Linked DNA regions of Drosophila melanogaster: region 1 is linked to region 2. The links are chromatin contacts, called in public HiCAR-type maps. All regions are on one chromosome and are shown on one strand. Each heading gives the region's core, a stretch centred on a gene start, on an enhancer-like site or on the middle of the called end of the contact. The rest is flanking DNA. Distances are from core to core; before and after follow the strand shown. Region 1 holds the start of lncRNA:CR44726 (long non-coding RNA:CR44726). Region 2 overlaps kuz (kuzbanian).

Region 1 (3,261 bases), core at 398-2,897, 71 kb before region 2:
TTAACTAGAATCCGGATCGATTATTTGCCGCTCCTACGCACATTCGCACATTGGCATGGATAACATTTAAACGAAGTAAACACTTAATGCGAATTTATGGCCGCCAAATGTCCAATTTGGAATTTAAGCGAGCTTGGCAATGAAGAATTTATGGTTTTTGGTCGCTATTGCGGTTAGAATTTTACATAGAAAATCGAACTGCAAAGTTCAATATAATTTTATGAAAGAATCGATTACCTAACAAAGGACACTTCTCAGGCTTTGATTTTGCTACACAATACAATACAATGCCTTAATTGCAATCATATATTAATATGAGTGGAACTGAGCATAAACTATGTATTTCCAAACATTTTGGCCACCATTTCAAAATTAGCACAATTTGCGCCGAGCTGCAAAAGTTTGTCAGCAGGAAAAAAAGGCAAACAAAAAGTTAATTAAAACAAAAATTACGGACAGTGGCCGGCGGTCGTTTGGTGGCGACTGTGCCGCAGCATTAGCAGTGCAGCCAAAAATGCAGCCGAAAAATCTGCGCGCCATCTAAAACAAAAATTAATTTTTGGGCCAGGGAAAGTTTTTATTTCCCTCCCATTGCTGTTGCTGTTGTTCTTGTTGTTGTTGTTGTTTGCTGGCCAGGCGAGAGTTTGCATTGTTTTGCATATTTTATACGGCGGAAGTGTATACGGCAAAGGCACTCGCCATCATGCCAACTACCCCAACCCAAAAAAAAAAAAAAAAAAGCGAAAAAAATGGTATGTGCAACACGCAAATTATGCAGGCGCATAAGACAAACTTTCTGTTTTGCGGATTCGACAACCGGCGGGATGAAAATTAATACGAAAGCCAAAAAACGGGGTTGCCCCCCCACCCACACAAACATCTAGTTCCTACGTATTTCTGAGATCCAAAACTGCATCGGCAACTGGAGCACCGCAGAGTAATTAAAAATACAGCCAATGGCCAGAGCAGAAAAACCCCGAGCAGCTTGTACTGAAGGAGATCATATCGGCCATGTTTGCAGCCCAGAAATCTGAGTCCCTTCAAAATTTGCATCTAGCATCCATCAAATAGATAAAATTGAAGAAATGTCTCAGCTTGCAGTTCTAATAAAAACTATTAAAAAAGAAAAGAAAATTAAACTAAAATGCATTAAAAAGGGTAAAAGCCAACATGACTATATTGAATTGATATTTTATTAAATGTGCTCTAAGCTCATTTCTTATTGCACTGCAGTTTTCAGTTTATAACGGTATAAAATTCTTAAGTGGCTAAGTAATAAGAAACAGACTTACTTTATTATTACTGTTTCTATATTGTTTTCTTTCGGTTCTAAGCGCTTAAAATAGCTTATATTGTCCCAGACTTTTTGAGATTCAGGCACACAGCAAATGGCTGCCGAATTGCAAACGCGATTTAAATGGGTAATGCCAGGACATGGCGATTGTTTTATAATGCAACGTCCCCACTTTCCACTTTTGCGCCTGCAAGCTTATTACAACGGTTAGCTTTATATTTACTATCCCAAGTCGTGTCCTTACTCACTAATATATCGAAGTTTACTTTCATGTGTATATGGTGTGAGCAGCAGAAGTAAGGCAAGAACGTAAAATATAGCGAAAAAAGTCATGATGTCTCACTTCACATGGAGATGTGATAAATCATATTAAAATCTTATATGCGTCAACGAGATGGCTGCATTTAAGATATTAATCAACTGTGTAATTAACTAATCAACAAAGCGCCTATTTCCAAGTCGACAAACCACAGATTTCATGCTTTAGTTATGCCTGTTTTTTGTCTTTTCGATATAATTCAAACTGGTTTCGACACTGTAGTGAAGATGCTGGAGAAAAAGCGAAATACTTTAAACAAAATCAACAAAACCCGGTATTGAGTTTGGGTTCGATTTGTTTTTTATTTTTTCCTGTCTGCCGGCAGTGGCGACAATCGAAAAAGGCAAAAACCAGCCCCCAGCTATTATTCGGATCCCCCATCACCTCCAACTCGCCCACATCCACATCGATCGATCTTGCTGACGCTGCGAGAGATCTTCTCAGTTTCTCGAGACGATCGGACGACGCACGACGCATTCCGCACTTTGGGTCTATTTTCGTGATTAATTTCGAAGAGCGGAGACGTATTCTAATAGGAACCCATGTTCCATTCTGTAACGTGAGTGCCATATAATCTGCAGAAATCAGTACGAATTCGTCCAGATACTCAACAATTTTACGCATACAGTATGAAAAGCCTTGGTGTTTTCCTACAAAAATAGGTCAAGTGCAGTGTTTGTGTAACATAGTGACCTAAAAAACGTTTAAATTCGTTTTCATGTGGATGAAAAGTGCTGAAAACTGACCGAAGAAAAACATATGCTAACAAAAAGTGCAGTTGGCGCAGTTTGAGAGCTACTGAAAGTGGCTGCCAAAACAGTTTTAGAATTACTCTGTAAGTAATTGTGGTTCATTACTTAGTTTTAGACCAACTACACGAAAAATATATAAAAATAAAAATAAATACATTTTACAACAATATTTTATATTTTAATTTAATACATAAATTAATACATAATTTAACATAATACATAATAATAATGTTAAGTCCTTTAAGACATTTGAATATTTCATTAATCGAGCAAAGTAAAAATAAACAAAATTATATCAATATTATTAAAGAATGCATGTTATTATAAATTCAATAAATAAAACACGTTACAATTAAGTTTTTACCAATCACAAGTAAACACACTTTCTACATGTAGATATGATAACATACATCGAACGCGCGTAAAATTTATGTTGGTACCTTTTTATCAACAATTGTTTGGTGAGCTTTGATTTCACATTCATATATAAGTAGATACAAATGAATAATGAACATCTTTTTTTTTAAATAATATAAATATAAATATTATTTAATAAATGAGCTCAATACTTATTATTCGATTAAGTCATTTACAATATCTTACATTGCTTCCTGTCGATGTAAAATTACATATTTCTACTTGTCTGGCAGCCCTGAAATACATATAACAGATATAATAGCTCACATTACAAAAAAATTGCTTACAAAATTTAAAAAAGCATAGAATTAGTTTGCCAAATTCTTTTACTATTCTGCTTTTAGAAATAAAAATTTATTGACTAACCTTCAAAATAATTAATTAGAAATGTATATTTTGTTCTGGTATTTTTTAGGGCGTATTAGGAATCAACGAAAATGAGTCAGTCTTGTATACCAGTGAGCGCAAAGATGTCGAAG
Region 2 (3,477 bases), core at 251-2,750:
CGTAACTATGTACATACATACATATCTACACACCTCCCACACTAATTCACACCAACAAGCCGCAGCATCCAACCTAATTTGTAATCTGTGCCAAATCTGCTTGTAATATGTTTAAAATAATTGGAGCGATGGGCATTAACGGTGGCAGCAAAGCGTTATAATAGGGCTTATTAGGGTTACTCCCGACAATGGGCGCTAGGGGGTGTGGCAGCTGCCAAAAAGGGAGTGGCTAAATCCACCATGGCAGCAGATTAGCATAACAAAAGTAAATGACGACTGCTAAATGTGTCAATTTTGCGACACGACATCGCTGCAAAGGAATCTCGAAAATGGAATTGGGGACAAAAATAAAGAAAAGTGACGGGATATAAAATTTAAAGGAAGATACAGTGTTTAAAGGGATATTTTCACTAGATTTTTGGTTAAGAAATGTTGTATCTTATATGTTAAACTTTTGCATATTTTTAATAAATTTGATAGAAAGCAATTACCCATTTACCCCATCCGCATTTGAACTAATAGAAGACATTTTCCATTAATACGTCTTAAAACAATTTAGAAATAGAGTATTTTCTTATCATAGTTTGTTCAATGCCATTTAAATTCTAGACATATTTCTTCACATCCCTGCCACAAAACTAGCGATTCATTAGACATTCAACAAATGTGTGCTGCTACTTGCAAAACATTGCGATATATTTTAACAGCTTAAAATGTCGTGCTAGCTAAATCCGCAGCTCGAATTTATGAATTTTATGCGTGTTTATCAGCATAACATGCCGCTGGGCTCGGCTCAGAGTTTCCCAGTGCTCCCCAATGGGGAGGGGGTGGGGGTAAGGCAGAACCCTAGCAATTCCCCAGAGCGAATTCAAAACACAAAAGCTCAATGGACATGTAGCCCTGTCGAGATAACATACACAACCCAGCCAGTCAGCCATTCAGCCATTCAGCCATTCAGGCAGTAGTCATCCAGTCAGCCAGTCGCATAGATACAACAGAAATTGCGACATGTATGCATGGGAAACAAATGAAATTCTCGAAACAGTAGCTGAAGCTCAAAAGCGAAACGCAACGAAACTTAACCAAACGAGGCGTGAAAATCGCCAACAAATCATACAAAAAAAAAAACCAAGAAAGAAATGACAACTCGACACGTGAGATACCGTGTAATCAGGATTTTAAAACTATTTAAGATTTGCTACATATTTAATAAAAAAAGAAAGTTATAATGAAATAGTTCTTAGAATATTGAATTGTTAATTCAATTTTTATTTTATATTTAAAATATAAAATATTTATTTATTGTTTATACTATTAAACTCTTTTAAAAGTAAATATCTAATTGGGTTGCATAAATTGCACATAATTTAATATACCCGCTTAGCGCAAGGGTAATGGGTATAAAAAGCGCAACAAGAAAATTCTGTGTGCAGAATACACACGCTCACATATGCAAATCAAGCAAAACGTAAGAGGGTAGGTGGGTGGAAGGGGAGCTGGTCAGAGGGGGAGGGGGGGTGCTATGTTGGGGATGGGGAACGGTGACGAGAAATGATTCATGGCTGTGTTTATCAACAAACACGTTTCACGAGGCTCTCTCAGCTGCTAAGGAAGCCAAATGGGCACATGACAATAAATAAGCCAAAGTCAAGTCTGCTCTCCGTTTTAGTTGTAGTTGTGTTGGCAGAAAAACTTGATGAGTGGGGGGAGGGGGAGGGGGTAGAAGGACTTTGGGGCGGGGCCTTGGGCCGGGAAATTTGGCCGACAAACATAAACAAGTGCATGGAACTTGACACATGTTTCAAATGCCATTTTGTTGTGCCTTGCATGCAAGACCCCTGCTGAAACACAACAGAGGTTCACTCGATGAGTTAAAGAACTGTTCTCAAAAATGATTTTTAATATACATAATATTTATTTTTTTAACAATAACAATACAATGTTGCTGATATGGTTCTTAAATAATACTTCACCCTTCATAATATTTGCATTATTTATGAATCAAAATATATATTGCTGACTAAGCGGAGTTGCAAAAACCAAACGCCCCAATACTTTATCTTCCATCCTCGTATGCAGATATGTGTGTATGTACATAAATGAATTGCATAAGTGTATGTATCGAGATGCATATGTAGGGAGGCGCTAATCAAAAGCAGCTGGCGATGACGATATATAACAAACATGGAGGAAAACTGAAGCCTTCTCCTGCTGCGCTCGGGTGTGTTTAGGGTGGACCAAGTGAAGCTTAAAAAAAATTCATTGGAATATCCACAAAAAATGTAGGTTTAGAAAACTTAAAAGTATTATCGCACAAAACAGTTTATTCATATATGTATAATTAAAAACTAAGTCATTACAAAAAAAAAAAACACTTTTTTCAAGGTTAATAGCATTAACCCAAACTACACCACCCCACTGGATAATAATGCAACACACATCCACTACTTCAATATGCAAATAAGTTACCTGCTAGCAACTTTCCGCTCGCTTGCAGACGAAAAACGAATTTCGGCGAAAACTTTTTCAAGTTCAAATGTAGTTTGGTTCATCCCAATCGTGATGATGGTGCACATGTGTGCATTTGACACTCGTTTTTGGCCTCCTCAGTGTTTATGACTCATTTGGGCAAACGAGTTCTCCTACGCCCCACCCCGCTGCACAAAACTCCTCGCCCTTTTGGCCAACATAATGCTGTCGCAGTTGGGAGCCCGTTGGAGTCGGAGGAGTCGTCTTTGTGTTAGTTTCAAGTAATTTATATGAATTTTATATGCAATTGCATCAATCTCAATTATATTGTGCCCCCGAGTCCTGCCTTTTACCCATGCTGCTGCAGCAAAAGTATGTGTGTGTGACATGCAATATTAATTAAGGTTTTTATTTTGGTAAATGCTCTGAACCAGGGCAAACTTCAGGAAGTTCAACGCAACTCATTTGGGCTTGTTCTTGACGTCAATAACGAAAGATGTCGGTTCATAAATCTGTTTCTTTGTGCTGCACTGCATGGGTTCAATGTCCGAGGCAAATGATAAAATCAATTTAAAAGGACAATTTCGAGGCAGGAAAAGTAGTGGCAGTAGGTATGTAGGTTTCCTCTTGTATAAGGTCTGCATCTCAGGCTCATAAAAAGGTTAAGATGCTTATCCCTATCAATGTATAGAATGGCAGTCCGTAAATTCATCAATTAAAACGAGCCATGAGTGTACGAGGCATTCAAGTTGAACGCAATGGCGGGCAGATTGAACGACGTCGTCAGAAAGAAACGACAAGAAAAATCAATTTAAATGATTACAAATTGAAGGAGACAAATAGTCGGAGCGACGTCGGGCGAAGACAACGATTTTAAGCTACAAGACATGCCAGATGTTTACCCCGAATGTACTGAGAACAATTGATATGAAGCATATGTGGAAAATATGTGCTAATGACAAATATATAAGAGATAAAGATTTCGTTCCTTTCTCGTTTCGTTTGGTT

Evidence for each region. HiCAR-type assays count read pairs that join an accessible place to other places.
Region 1: a contact with region 2 is called in a HiCAR-type map of the S2 cell line, with 2.5 times the contacts expected there. The contact joins the promoter of lncRNA:CR44726 here to the enhancer-like site in region 2. A contact is called at or near these places in 3 of 107 Hi-C or Micro-C datasets (the Kc167 cell line, the S2 cell line and embryo) and 2 of 6 datasets of contacts at active chromatin or transcription factors (the Kc167 cell line and the S2 cell line).

Annotation. Positions count from the first base shown.
Region 1 is chr2L:13,641,207-13,644,467 of dm6, reverse strand. lncRNA:CR44726 (long non-coding RNA:CR44726) reads right to left here and starts at 1,647. Exons shown (of 2, transcript NR_124238.1): 1 at 1,561-1,647; 2 at 1,238-1,481. It overlaps ics (icarus), which reads left to right and starts at 1,866. Exons shown (of 4, transcript NM_001298974.1): 1 at 1,866-2,448; 2 at 3,198-3,261. The coding sequence starts at 3,220.
Region 2 is chr2L:13,570,059-13,573,535 of dm6, reverse strand. All of the region lies in intron 3 of kuz (kuzbanian), which reads right to left. Among named protein-coding and RNA genes, the nearest start is that of lncRNA:CR44973, 11 kb to the left of the region's middle. Within about 2 kb of position 1,500, at least 32 of the 39 cell types and tissues checked have an H3K27ac peak or open chromatin away from gene starts, as enhancers often do. A contact at or near this core is called in the Kc167 cell line and the S2 cell line, where this site is marked.